2 separate regions of the Mus musculus genome follow, and region 2 is linked to region 1. The links are chromatin contacts, called in public HiChIP or PLAC-seq maps. All regions are on one chromosome and are shown on one strand. Each heading gives the region's core, a stretch centred on a gene start, on an enhancer-like site or on the middle of the called end of the contact. The rest is flanking DNA. Distances are from core to core; before and after follow the strand shown. Region 1 overlaps Spns2 (spinster homolog 2). Region 2 overlaps Zzef1 (zinc finger, ZZ-type with EF hand domain 1).

The links. HiChIP or PLAC-seq counts read pairs in DNA pulled down with a chosen protein or histone mark.
Region 2: a FOXA1 HiChIP or PLAC-seq map of pancreatic cancer cells shows a contact between it and region 1. The contact joins two enhancer-like sites. A contact is called at or near these places in 2 of 115 datasets of contacts at active chromatin or transcription factors (bone marrow-derived macrophages and pancreatic cancer cells) and 1 of 9 other capture datasets (pancreatic islet).

Annotation. Positions count from the first base shown.
Region 1 is chr11:72,464,297-72,471,113 of GRCm38.p6, forward strand. The region is part of intron 2 of Spns2 (spinster homolog 2); the gene reads right to left. Among named protein-coding and RNA genes, the nearest start is that of Gm40194, 10 kb to the left of the region's middle. Within about 2 kb of position 2,990, at least 162 of the 459 cell types and tissues checked have an H3K27ac peak or open chromatin away from gene starts, as enhancers often do. A contact at or near this core is called in pancreatic cancer cells and pancreatic islet, where this site is marked.
Region 2 is chr11:72,844,255-72,851,071 of GRCm38.p6, forward strand. Zzef1 (zinc finger, ZZ-type with EF hand domain 1) reads left to right here. Exons shown (of 55, transcript NM_001045536.2): 11 at 85-233; 12 at 4,388-4,499; 13 at 6,305-6,517. Among named protein-coding and RNA genes, the nearest start is that of Gm26121, 34 kb to the right of the region's middle. Within about 2 kb of position 2,632, at least 30 of the 459 cell types and tissues checked have an H3K27ac peak or open chromatin away from gene starts, as enhancers often do. A contact at or near this core is called in pancreatic cancer cells and pancreatic islet, where this site is marked.

The sequences.
Region 1 (6,817 bases), core at 1,740-4,239:
TCTCAAGTTCTAGGATTACAGGTGTGCACTACCATACCTGGTTTATGTGCTTCTAAGGATCAAACGCAGGGTCTCATGTATTCTAGGTACACATTCTACCAGCTGGGGAGCTACACCCCCCAGCCCATATTGTTTTGTTTGTTTTGAGACAGGTCTCACTATACAGCCCTAGCCTCAAACTCACAAGAGTTCCTCCTGCCTCTGCCTCTACCTCTCTGCTGGGAGCACCAGCATGCACGGCCTGCATTATTCTTCCTGTATTATGCTTGAGAGAGAGGCTGAAGAGATGGCTCAGAGGCTAAGAGAAATTGTTGTTCTTGCAGAGGACCCAGGTTCAGTTCTAAGCACCGACAGGGTGGCTCACCACTGTTTACTCTAATCCCAGGGGATCCGATGTCCCCTTCTAATCTCTGTAGTCACTAAGCATGCATTCGGTGCTCACATAGGAGGGAAACAGTCATGCACAGAAAATTCTAAATCTTTACGGATACTTGAAAGGAGGAGAGACTCAGAGAGGGTGATAGATCTATCTACCTAAGGTCACACAGCAAATCAGGGCAAACTTGAGCCTGGAACTCCAGGTCTTACCATCTTCCAGGTCACTCAGCCACCCTCACGCCCAGCAGGCTGCAGAAGCTATCCTGAATATTGGAAACCCTGCCATTCACTTGGTCACTCATGCATGCATTGATTCATTCCACAAATTAGGGGGAGGGGCATGCTTAGTCACTGTCCTATTGTGAAGAGACACTATGACAAAGGGAAATTATAAAAGAAAGCATTTGATTGGGGATTTCCTTACAGTTTAGAGGGTGAGGTTCATGATCATCCTGGTGGGGAGGGTGGCGGCAGGCAGGCAAGCATGTTGCTGGAGCAGTAGCTGAGAGCTTTCATCTTACCCGAAAGCTGGAGGCAGACAGCAAGCTAACTGGGATGGAGTGGGCTTTTGAAACCTCAAGGCCAATCCCCATGAAACGCCTTCTCTAACAAAGCCACACCCCTGAGTCCTTTCCTTCTGCCAACTAGGAACCAAGCATTCAAATCTATGAGCCTGTGGAGACCATCCTCATTGAAACCATCACACACTTAGGAATTGCCCTGGCCATGGTGTTTCTTCCCAGCAACAGAAAAGTAACTAAAACAGGGCATCTGCAACATACTAACATACGTTAGGTGCTTGGGATTCATGGGTAGATAAACAGGAGATTCCTGCCTTCCCGGAACTTAATGATCTAAGGAAGAAAGGCACATAAATAACAAAATAGTAGTAATAATTAACACGCTGTATGAGGAATATTAAGCAGGTACAGGAGATGTATAGATATATGAAATGTATGTGAAGAGATACGTGTATGAAGGACCACAGCCTGGAGGAAGGAGTGGCAAGAAGCAGCTGCTGATAGATGCATGAGGAAGATGAGGCTTTCCGCAGAAACAGAAAGCCAGGAGAAACTGAAGCTCAGGAGCTGAGCGCACAGGGACGATCCTGCAGCCTCGGGTGGAATCTGGCAAAAACCAAGCCATTTCTGTGACCGAGGTGAGGTTGATGCATTGGCCATTCCTGTTCGAACATCTCTGCCAAACATCTCTGCTGCTCTGTACAGCCAGAGTCCAGTGTTGCCTTAGAGTATGATAGACATTATCATAAAATTTTATTGAGAATACATGTATGAGAGAGAAGACAGATCATACAGTATTAAATAGAAGAGACGGTGACATTTCAACTCAGCAAAGACCTGCAGGAGACAAGGAAACAGTCATAGAAGTACCGGGGAAAGGAGAGCTAGAGTGCACTTGGTGTGTTTGCGGGGCGTGAAAGAGGCCAGAGTGTCTGAAGCAAAGTGACGGAGGGGGAAGGGTGGAAGACAAGGCTAAGAGGCCAGATGGAGTGGGATCCTCACGGGGAAGGCAGGAGATGCTGAACAAAGAACTAATGACCTGGTTTGGCTCTGCTGGGACAAGAGCACAGTAATGTTCAGGGACTTGGGAGAGAATGCCACTGTTGATGATGGGAGGGGTTGGTGTTCTAGGTGAGATACAGAGATCCAGGTAGAATAGAGGCCAACTACACAGACAGGGAGTCCCCTCTGTCTCATGGAAGGCAGTCCCACTGCCAGTAGGCAGATGGCCAGACAACACTGACCTCTGTACGCTAGGTTCATGTGTATGTGGTTTAGCAGCCTCTGGGGAGACAGTATTTAGGGGGAGGAGCAATGACGAGAGGAAGGGCGTGAGCAGGGCAAAGTGGGTTGCTCAGAGTAGCATGAAGGGTTCTTTTCTCCGCTAGACTTGAAAACACAGGAGAGGGGACCTGGTAATTCAGGTCTGTGACTTAAGCTTTGGGCAGAATCAGTCCTTGCGCCATAGGGTTCAACCCCAGCTCTGCACCTTCTTAGGTAGGCTCCTTTGCCAGGTCACATCTCTGTCATTGTCAGCCTCATTGATGTGCTGGTAAATGTGTAGAAACAGGTTCTCTAAAAAGGGACAGAGGAGGGGCCCCACGATGCCTGGGGGTTGTGCATCTCCACAGTATAAACACTCTACCCGGCTGAGGCCAAGTCACCTAAGAGATGTGAAGCTCAGAGCTTAGTACCTTGTTCAGTCATAGGCGTTTCCACCATTCAGATAAAAGGAGTTTACCTTAAGCACACTGATAATGTCTTGATGTAAGAAAGTAATTAGGAAGCGATGACTTCTGAGAATTTATCAGCTTCTTTCAGTACAGATCACTCAGTTGTAAGTTTATTATGATTTAGTTCTAACAATGGCTGTGTCTAACAATCGGCTCACACAATTCCTAAAAATTTAACAATCGACTCTCATGAGCCACTCTAAGCCAGCTCCCCACGCCAACTTCCTCATCTGTAAAATGAAGATAAAAATAGCTGCTGCTCTGGTGGCTTGAGTATTGGATGAGACAGTGTGGGGGAAGGTGCTTCATGCCCTGCCCTCCGAGGCGCAGGCTGGGTCAACAAGGCTCGTGTTTACATTAGCCAGGGCCAGTATTATTTCCTTACATCTACAGAAAGAATGCTTTCTTGTCAGCTCTGCCTCCTAAGACCTGCCCAAGATCAGATCAGGATGTGGACGAGGAAAAGCTTAGTCTCAAAGGGCTTACACATGTTTAGAGGGGAAGAGGAACAACTGCCTTCTGTATGCCAGTCTGAACTGGGTGGGGAGTGGGCAGAGACAATCTGAGTAGGCAGTGCCTCTTGTCTAGCCAAAGTGCAGGTCCTACCATGAATTGCACAGCTTGATGTACTTAAAGCCTGTGAATCAGTAAGGGTCACCAAATCCTGCTAATGTCAAAGTGGGTAATGAAACGTGCCTAGGAGTTCACCATGATGACAACACATGCACACACACACACACACACACACACACACACACACCACTCTCTCGCTCCCCCTCACACTATCTCTCACACACAGTCACACACACGCACACATGCACACATACTCTCACACACACGCACACACACTCTCACACACACACATTATCTCTCATACACAGTCACACACATGCACACATGCACACATACTCTCTCACACAACACACGAACACACACATACTCTCTCACACACACATACTCTCTCACATACATACTCACACACACATGCACACACACATACTCTCTCACACACTCACACACACATACTCTCACACACACACATACTCTCTCACACACATTCTCTCACACACACACACTATCTCTTACACACAGTCACACATACTCTCACACACACACGCACACACACTCTCTCTCTCACACACACACACACAAGCACACACACATACTCTCACACACACTGACACACACACACACACACACACAGAGGCACGCACACACTGTCACAGGCACGCGCACACTGTCACATTCACACACACATTATATAAATTTCAAGTCTTCTAATCATATTGTACGATGGTTAATGAAGCACGATGCTTATTGTTAATAACGCCTGCAGTTGTCACTGATGGATCAGTTATGACAGACCAGGCCCTGGACACACACTTGGCACATGCATTCATCATTTCTGTCGATTCTCTCTCTAACTTCATCTTACAGAGAAGATGACCCAGCTGAAAGAAGTGATGTCACAGGGCAACTGTATGTCTGAGTCAAAATTAAACTGTAGTTTAGCTGACTCTGAAGCCCTCGCTTTAAATCATATCACTTGATGCTAGACTGGGAAGAGGATGGTCCCCACAGACGCCCCTGACGTCAGAGAATATTCATGCTATACTGGGAACAGCAGGAGATGGGTCAGGCTGCAGCGTGAGAAGGCCACAGGGGGACACACGTCCCTAGAGACCAGGACTGGGCTTACATTCTGAGGCCTAGCATGTCCCATCCCACCCCTGTGAAGGGAGTGCTTTCAAAAGCCCTCACTGAGTGACTGAAGGAACCTGAGGCAGGCACCTGGACCTTGGCCACATGGCACCATTTTCAGCAGGGCCGTCTGGCTCTCCCACTCTGGCTTTTTGCTCCTGCAGTGGGTAGGATCACTGCAGCTAGGTAGGCTCCCAGAACAGCAGTGCACGTGTTTCCACCTGCCAGTCAGGCCTGCCGTGCTCCCAAGCTCCTCCATTCCATCAGAAAACTTGAGCCCTACTTTTCTGTACCCACATTACAGCTGGAGCCACTGAGGCCCCAGCGAGTAGAGAGACTCATCCTAGATGACTTAGCCAGCTTGCCAGTCTTATGACTTCCTTTAAGAACAAAGGAATTCAGGGTCAGGAATGTGCCAGGTCACCTTTGCAGCCTGATGAGGAGCCTCCAGCTCTTCCTAGCCCTCAGGGGTATCACTGGCCAATGGCAGTCCCTGTACGCTGCTAGGATAGGTACAGGAGGAACAATCCAAGCAAAGGACAGAGAACTATATGTCCCTCAGAAACAATGGGCACTGAGAGGCCTACAGAGCCAGTAGGCAGTTCTGCTGGGAATAAAAACCAGCAACAGCTAGAAGCTTCCTGTGCTGTCCACCCCAGCCTCCCTCTTTGTGGGAGGACAGCTTTCAGACCAGACTAGCTACCCCGCCCCACCCCCAACCTCAGTGTAGGCAGAGTGGATTTCCCGGCAGTTCCCGCATACACGAGGACATCCTGTGGCCAGGGTGTGGGGAAGACCTCACTCAGCTCACGCTTGCTGAGCCCACAGGTCTAGGACAATGGAGCTGTAGGGCAAGTAGCCAGGCAGAGGGGGGAGGGTACCCAGGCTACTGTTGATGGGAGGAGTCCCAGCTCAGCATTAGAGCTCAGGCACCAAGCCTCACTCTCCTTCATAGGGTTGGCTCAAGGCCATCAGAAAATGGAAAGGAGCCTGGGTGAGGGTATATGGTATGTGTGTGTGTTTGTTTATATATATTATCATGGATAATGCACACATGTAATCCTAGAGCTCAAAAGACTGAAGCAGGAGGATTGCAAGTTTGAGCTACCAAGCAGGTTTCAGGCTTCAAAGTAAAATGAAAAGTGCTTAGGACATAGCTCACTGGCAGGGCACTTACCTAGCAAGTTCAGGGTCCTGGGTTTTATCCCCAGTGCCACAAAAGAAAAATAAGACAGATGACAGGTTGAATGACATTCCTGAGGTGACATCTACCTCCTGTGGCTGACAGAGGACTCAGTGTGCAGACATCTAGAAGGCAGGAGCAGGCCTCACAGGGGCTCTGCATGCAGTCACTCTGTGGCTCTATCCATGGTAGGAGATGTCCCTCTCACTACACGTGGGACCTGCATGACCCCAGAAACTGGCATCAGAGTAAGAGACGGCAAGGTAGGTGCTAAGAAGCCACTGTGGCCATGAAGCCTACCTCCTGCCCTTGCCTGGTCTGGCTGAACCAGGGTTGTTTCCCAAGTTCAGACTCCAGCTGGCTGCTATTTTGAGAAGACACACCACCCTCCACATCCTGTGGGCAGGGAGGATGCTCAGACAGACGTGGGTAGCCTCTGCCATCCAAGTCCAACCCAGGCCACTCCAACTGATGGGGAAGACACGAAACATACATAGCTCCACTAGTGGCATCTGGGGTCTGTCCACACTCAGCCCTCAGGCAGGAAGAACAGCACTATTGCTCTGTCTATGCTCTGCTTTGGACAGAAAGCCTGTGCTGGTGTCTCCAGCCATAGGTGGCTTTTGGGGTCTCCTGGGAGGGTGGCTGTGGGGCTGCCTAGTTGTACCCATGGAACCTTGGTCTGTGAAGCAGAGCATGTTCCTGGACTCATCAAGGTTGAGAAGAACAAGGCCTGAAGACACTGTCTGGTTTCACTCTGAGCCAGCTCTTCCTCCATCCCTACCCCATCCTGGCATTTCCTGTGGCCCCACAAACTCAAGCCCTGAGTAGCCTCCAGCCTCCTCTGCCATCCGTTCCTGCACTGGGCAACAGTGTGAACACTGATGCATACAACCACATGGTCACGCCCTGCTCTCAAGCCTTCTCTGCTGCCCTATCGATCGATCTAAGACAAAAGCCCAGGAACTTGAGCCTTCAAGCCTTTCACAAAAATGTCTTCCTGATTCTTCTGCCTCCACTTCCTCCATTCTCCCCATAGGGAAGGTCACAGCTGACCAATCACAGGTCACAAAGACCAGGTAATATCACAAACAACAACACACTGCCCCTTCTCAGTGTTGCATTGACGCTGACTCCTTCAGACTCATCTTCTAATTTATTTTCTCTTAAACTGGGTCTAGTTTACTCATGTTTTTGAGACAGAGTCTCACTTTAGCTCAGGCTATCCTTGAATTCAATCTGTAGTCCAGGCTAGCCCAAAATTCAGAGCCTTCTTAAATGCTTGAGATTTCAGATGTGAG
Region 2 (6,817 bases), core at 1,382-3,881, 380 kb after region 1:
AGCATTTTATTGGTTTCACTGTGCCATAAGCTGTCTATGTCAACCGGAGACAAATCAGCAGAGAATGTTTGCCTCTGTTCCCAGGTTCGCCGTGGTGGCATTGGTGCTCAGTGTGGGCTGGTCTTTGCCTATAACTCGCCTTCTAATAAGTTTCACGCAGAAGAACACTTCAAACGGTTTGAAAAATATGACAAATGGAAACTCCAGGAACTGAGGCAGTTCGTAAAAAGCAGGTACAGCCCAGAGAGAGTCTGTGTGGTCAATAAAATTGCATCTATTCTCTCGCTGGATGCGGGATTGCATGCCTTTAATTGGGAGGCACTTGGGAGGCAGAAGCAAGTGGACCTTTGTGAGTTTGGGGTTAGCCTCATCTAAAATAGTGAGTTCTAGGCTAGCCATTACTATATAGTAAGACCCTGTCTTAAAAAAAAAAAAGGATGTATCTTTATTGTTGAATTATGCTTATAGAAAAGGTGACAGTAACCCACCACAGAGGCCAGAAGTCATTGTTATTTTCTTTTTTTTTTTTTTTTTGAGACAGGGTTTCTCTGTATAGCCCTGGCTGTCTTGGAACTCACTCTGTAGACCAGGCTGGCCTCGAACTCAGAAATCCGCCTGCCTCTGCCTCCCAAGTGCTGGGATTAAAGGCGTGTTTGCCACCACTGCCCAGCCTATAGTGACATTTTTTTAAGAATTCTGGAATTTTTGGTTCTTTTAGAAACACAGAAATATAAGAATGTGCTTTTGTTTTAACCCCAGGTGTAGGGATATGGGGCTGCTTCAAACTTTCCTCAGCAGCTGATCATGATTTGTCTTGTGCTTTAGCAGAAGTGTTGTTTTGCCAGATGTAAATATTTCTGTGATTGTGTGACTTTGGAATTCTGAGAACTTTTCAGAGGGTACATAAATATGAGTCCCCTAAGAGGCAGGGTCAGTGGTTGTTAGTCATTTAGGGAGGTTGGTTGCAGTTTGTTAGTAGCTGTGGTCAAGAAAGACATTAGATTCAGGAATTTTCCTAATTATTCTCTCCCCTCTATCCTTTTTTCTCTCCTATCTACTGATAGGGGGTAAAACTGGGGGAGTTAGGATAAAGAGTGGGAAAAGGAAGAACCCATAAAGTAGCAAAGACCAGCTACAGTTTGGTGGTGTGTATACCTGCGCCATGTGTATGCCTACTGCCCATGAAGGTCAGAAGGCTGCATTGGATCCCCTAGAACTGGTGTTATGAGTGATTGGGAGCTGCCATGCAGATGCTAAGAACCAAACCTGGATCTTCTGAAAGAACACGCTGTGTTAATTCTGAGCCTTGTCTCCAGCCTCCTCAAACTTTCATTGAAAATACTTATTAAACATCTATTATGTGCTGGGCCTGATGCATTGAAGGTCCTGCAGTGGAAAAAGTACCAGAGGGGTCACTGTAGTGACCATAGAGAGCTTCCTGCCAGGAGACAGTGTCAGCTGTGTAATGAATGCTATACGGGAGACCTCTGGGAGCAGATAGCAGGCCTTACTTGACAGGAAATGTAGCCCTGAGCCAGTGAGCAGTGCTATGATGTTTCTGAAGAGTGAATTACACACTAAGTAGGTGCTTGAAGAAGCAGTGTGTGAAGGTGATTGTATGGCTAAGCTGCACTGTTGGGAAGGGTGGCAAAGGACAGAGCTGGAGAGCTGGGAGAGGCCAGGTCAGTAGAAATGTCTTTGTTTGAGGTCTTAGTTTCTCTTTGAAGCACATGTGTGTAGTGGGGAGGCAAGCAGACAGAGGGTAGAGCTTGTTATTGGGGAGGTAAGAGAATATGAAGGAAGTCAGGTGTGTTCTGGAAGAACTGCTCAGGCTTGTGCTGCAACATCATGAATAGAGGAAAGCAAACAGAGAGCCAGAGGCTGCGAGTAAGCGTGTTGCCCAGGAAGCTGAAAGTAAGAGTGGCCTAGACCAGCACAAGACCTCTAAAGCAGCAGCAGCAGCAGCAGCAGCAGCAGCGGAGGAGGAGGAGCAAGGTGGCTTGATGCTGTGGGCCCTGGGGATGACTGAGTAGAGAGCAGAAGAGGAAAGGAGGCTGGCAGCACCAAGTTCGGGCAGGTGGAGAACTTGGTAGTACCCTGTTCTGAACTAGTACATGCTCCAGGGAGAAGCAGGATTATGGGAAGACAGGTAACTCAATGTTAGCCCTCTTGGGAAGATTTGAGATGTCCTACAGCCAGTAGGACAAACAGGTCAGCAGCTTAGAAGAGACTCTTGTATTGTAGGGACAGACATGACAGTCTTTGAAATGTTAATTAAAAACATAGGGTCCAGGTATGTAGCCTCATGACTATAATCCCAGCATTCAGGAAGCTGAGGTAAGATTGCTGAGAGTTCAAGACCAACCTAGATTAAGACCCTGTCTCAAACAAAACTAAAGGAAAATGTAGAGATAGAAGACATGGTTCTGGAGGACTGTAGACTAGCCAGACTACAGGCTACAGGTCACCCTGATGAGCAGCACTAGTTAAGAGACAACAGAAAACTTAGAGAATAGGGGACAAGCCAGGCCATACATACCTTCAGAAATCAGGGGATGGGTGTGGGTGGGTCATTAAGATGAAGGCTTAAAGTAGACATTGCTACAGAGGTCACTGCTGACTCATCAGATAGCATTGTCCTCCTTATTGCTGCTAGGAAGTTATCACTGTGAATCAGAGCCCTGGACTTGCCTTCTGGGCTATTGTATTTCCCAGGAGATCCTGTGAAAATACAGGTCTGATTTAGTAGTTATAGGAAGGACCTAAGTCTTCTTTTTCTTTCTTTCTTCCTCTTCCTTTCTTTTCCTCCTCTTTTCCTTCATTGCCTGTCTTGTTTGTGGTTTGTTTCTTGAGATTAGGTCTTATTAGCTTGGGCAGTTCAGAACGCCTCAGCTTCCTGTGTGCTAGGCTTACAGGTTTCCATCACCATACCCAGCATGATTTCTTTTTTAATAATGGCTGCAGGCACCACCTAATTTTAAGCAACTGTGTTCTCACTCTTGGGATATTAAAATAGGTCTTTTCCTCTAAACTTTTTGTCAAACAAGGTCTTTCATATCTTATGCAGGATGGGTTTTTTTTTTAACCTAAATACAGGCCTATTGATGAGTCCCTTAATGATTTGATCTGGTTTTAGCCTGAGTTATTCTTCAATGTAGGCCAACTTAGTTGGCCTACATATAATATCAGTCTCTCTCCAGTTGGAAATAACATTTTCTTGACCATTTTGTTGTGTTTTTCTGGCACTATGCTCCGGAGACAGCATCTGCCCACTGTACAGTGTGGTTTAGTGAGAGAACTTGCTTCTCCAGTACCTGACTCTGCCAGTTTTTTTAGGTTGCAGACTCTTTTGAGTAGACTTTCTGCCAGGCATGGTGGCAGGAGGATAGAAAGACATTGAGAGTTCAAGGTCAGCCTGGGCTACATAGCTGAGGATAGAACCAAGTTCTCACATATGCTGGGCAAATGCCATACCACTGAGATAGTATGCCCTCAAAGAATACATTTAAAATTCCTCAAACATGTATGATGGATGAGACTCATCGACAATTAGGGCTTAGCAAATTCCACCTGTCCTGTTATAATCAATTATACCACAAAAGATTTCTACCAAGAAATATTTGTGTGAGGAAGAGAATAAAATTTTTCCTTTGTTCCAGATCCTGTTGTACATTTTCTTCACTTTTCCCCATAGTTATCTGTGATTGCTAGACATGCTTATACAGTGAGCTATTAGTGTGAGAGTTGAGTCATAGGCCAAGTAGTATGAGATTTTAACAATGGAAACTTGAAGTCATGCATGGTGGCCTTTAATCTCAGCACTTGGGAGGTAGAGGCAAGCAAATGTCTGTTATAGCAACATAGTGAGTTCCAGAGTAGCTAAGGCTACCTAGTGAAACTGTCTCTAACCAACCAGCCAGCCAACCAACCAACCACCTGTCCACCCACCCAACCAACTAACCAAGAATGGTGCTTGAAAGAGTGCCTGCTGAAGAGGGAGCAGCACTTACCCATTCAGCTTTTAAGGAGAAAGATGCAATTATCCTTTGTTTTAAGGATGGAATGCTTCCTTTGGAGGACTTGCTAATCAACAGAGGTCTGTGAAGCCTGAGATTTGAGAGCTCCAGGATATGAGGCATCAACCCCTTCAGTTGTTTGTACATGACTCAGACCTCAGGGTAATTATACACACATTAGTCAGACCTAGGCAAGGGAAGCCACTCTTGCCTCTTCCTCAGTGATTACCAGAAATGCCCATCCTGGTATGTCGCTCTTCCATCTCACTGGAAATGCCTGGCTTAAATAACATTTGGATGAGACCTTGTCAGTCTCTGGAGAAACTTTGAAGCAAGAAAATGTCTATGATTACATTTGTATTCATTCGCAGGATTGGTTGCTCATCTGATGACCTTGGAGAGGATGATCCTATTGGCTGGTTTGAGCTAGAAGAAGAGTGGGATGAAGCAGATGTCAAGTTACAACAGTGCAGAGTTGCCAAAGTAAGCAGTAGCCAGGTTGTCCTTCACTCATTTACCTGCTTTCCCTTTCTACAAACATTGCTAACTGCACTAGCTCTGAGCCAACACTGGAACGTTAGAGGGGTTGGGAGAGACAGATGTGATATGACTATGACAGAGGGAGGTTTAACCCACCCTAGGGTTTACCAGAGAAGACTTCATCTGAAAGAGAGTGTGAAATTATGCCAAGTGCTGGAAGTGGATTGGACCATAATCTTTAGTTTGGTTGAGATGTGTCAGAAAGGCACACTGCAGTAAGTAGTACCCAGGCATAGATGCAAGAGGAATGCGTTTGTTCCCCCAGTTCTGAGAGTAGTAACTGCCTGGCCATGTCATTTATTTTTCTTAAGAATAAATCTTAGAATAAGTAAGAGAACTCTCTTCAGAGTTCACACACAGTATGTGCTCAATGCATATCTATGCATTTGAGTAATAAATTTCAGAAAGGCCTTTAATACTAGTGAGTTGCCCAGTAGGTAAAGACACTTGCTGCCAAGCCCAGGACCTGAGTTTGATCCCTGGGACCAATATAGAAGGAGAGAACCAACTCCTTCAGTTTGTCCTTTCACCTCTACAAGCACACTGTGAGATACATGTGCCCACATGTATAAAATAAATAACTACAACGTGAAACTGGAAATAAGACAGCAAGGCTGTTATGAGAGGAACTTTCCCTTGAGGGAGCAGTTTGCCCCAAGCTTAACTTCGGCAACACTTGGCTTTATTTGCACAGAGTAGAGGATAGCACAGAGCAGAGGATAGCACAGAGCAGTGCAGAGCAGAGCATAGAGCAGAGGATAGCACAGAGCAGAGCAGAGCAGAGCACAGAGTAGAGGATAGCACAGAGCAGAGCAGAGCAGAGGATAGCACAGAGCAGAGCAGAGCAGAGGATAGCACAGAGCAGAGCAGAGCAGAGCAGAGCAGAGCACAGAGCAGAGGATAGCACAGAGCAGAGCAGAGCACAGAGCAGAGGATAGCACAGAGCAGAGCAGAGCACAGAGTAGAGGATAGCACAGAGCAGAGCAGAGCAGAGGATAGCACAGAGCAGAGCAGAGCAGAGCAGAGCAGAGCAGAGCAGAGCACAGAGCAGAGGATAGCACAGAGCAGAGCAGAGCAGAGCACAGAGTAGAGGATAGCACAGAGCAGAGCAGAGCAGAGCAGAGGATAGCACAGAGCAGAGCAGAGCAGAGCAGAGGATAGCACAGAGCAGAGCAGAGCACAGAGCAGAGGATAGCACAGAGCAGAGCAGAGCAGAGCACAGAGTAGAGGATAGCACAGAGCAGAGCAGAGCACAGAGTAGAGGATAGCACAGAGCAGAGCAGAGCAGAGCACAGAGTAGAGGATAGCACAGAGCAGAGCAGAGCAGAGGATAGCACAGAGCAGAGCAGAGCACAGAGCAGAGCAGAGCACAGAGCAGAGCAGAGCCTTGCTTCCAGTGCGTGACTTGCATGTGCTGCTTGGATCACTGAAGTGATTTCTTAGGGCGCTGTTTTCATCAAATACATGGTTTTTGTCTTAAAAAGCAAACATACTTCTCTCACTCCTGCCTGGATATTTGCCTTTCAGAAGGCCACTGTTCTTGGTATGACCCTAACAAAACCTGACTTATTCTGCATTTTGTCTTTTTTTCTGTTGCCTGAAGATACTGAATTTATTCTGTTTCAAGTACTGGGCATGATGTTGCTTTATAAAATGTTTGTTAAAACCAAGAACTTTTCTAAAAAGGCCTTTCAGTGTTCTTTCATTGTACTTAGGGATTCCAAGTCCTTTTCTTTTATCCTTTCTAGTTCTTGATGGTGAAGTTCCTCTGCACCCGCCAGGAGTCAGCTGAACGGTTGGGCGTGCAAGGCTTAAGCATCAGTGGGTACCTCCGGCCTGCAAGGGCAGAAGCGGAACAAAGCATCCTCTATGCCCACTGTAGAAGGGACACAGAGAATATTCATGGGGCCACCCTGCTTCTTAGGACTCTGCAGTTCATCCAGCAGCTTTCCCATGACCTGGTAGGTTTCTTCCATTATTATACAACACTCCCCTAGAAGTGACTGACAGTGTCAAGGGAAGTGGGCGACCTTTGAGACTTAGCCCCGCTGAAGTGATGGCAGCATTGATGAATATAGCAGATATTTTACTGCACGATAATATAAAAAGGCTGGAGAGAGTGGACTTTGGCACCAGTCTGTGGAATACCACATGGTGTGTGGCCATTGTTGTAAGGTCCCATGGAGTAGACCTGCAGGCACATGGTACTGTCCCTACTTGTGCTTGCCCAGGGTTGGCAAACACAGCAGCATCATGAGATC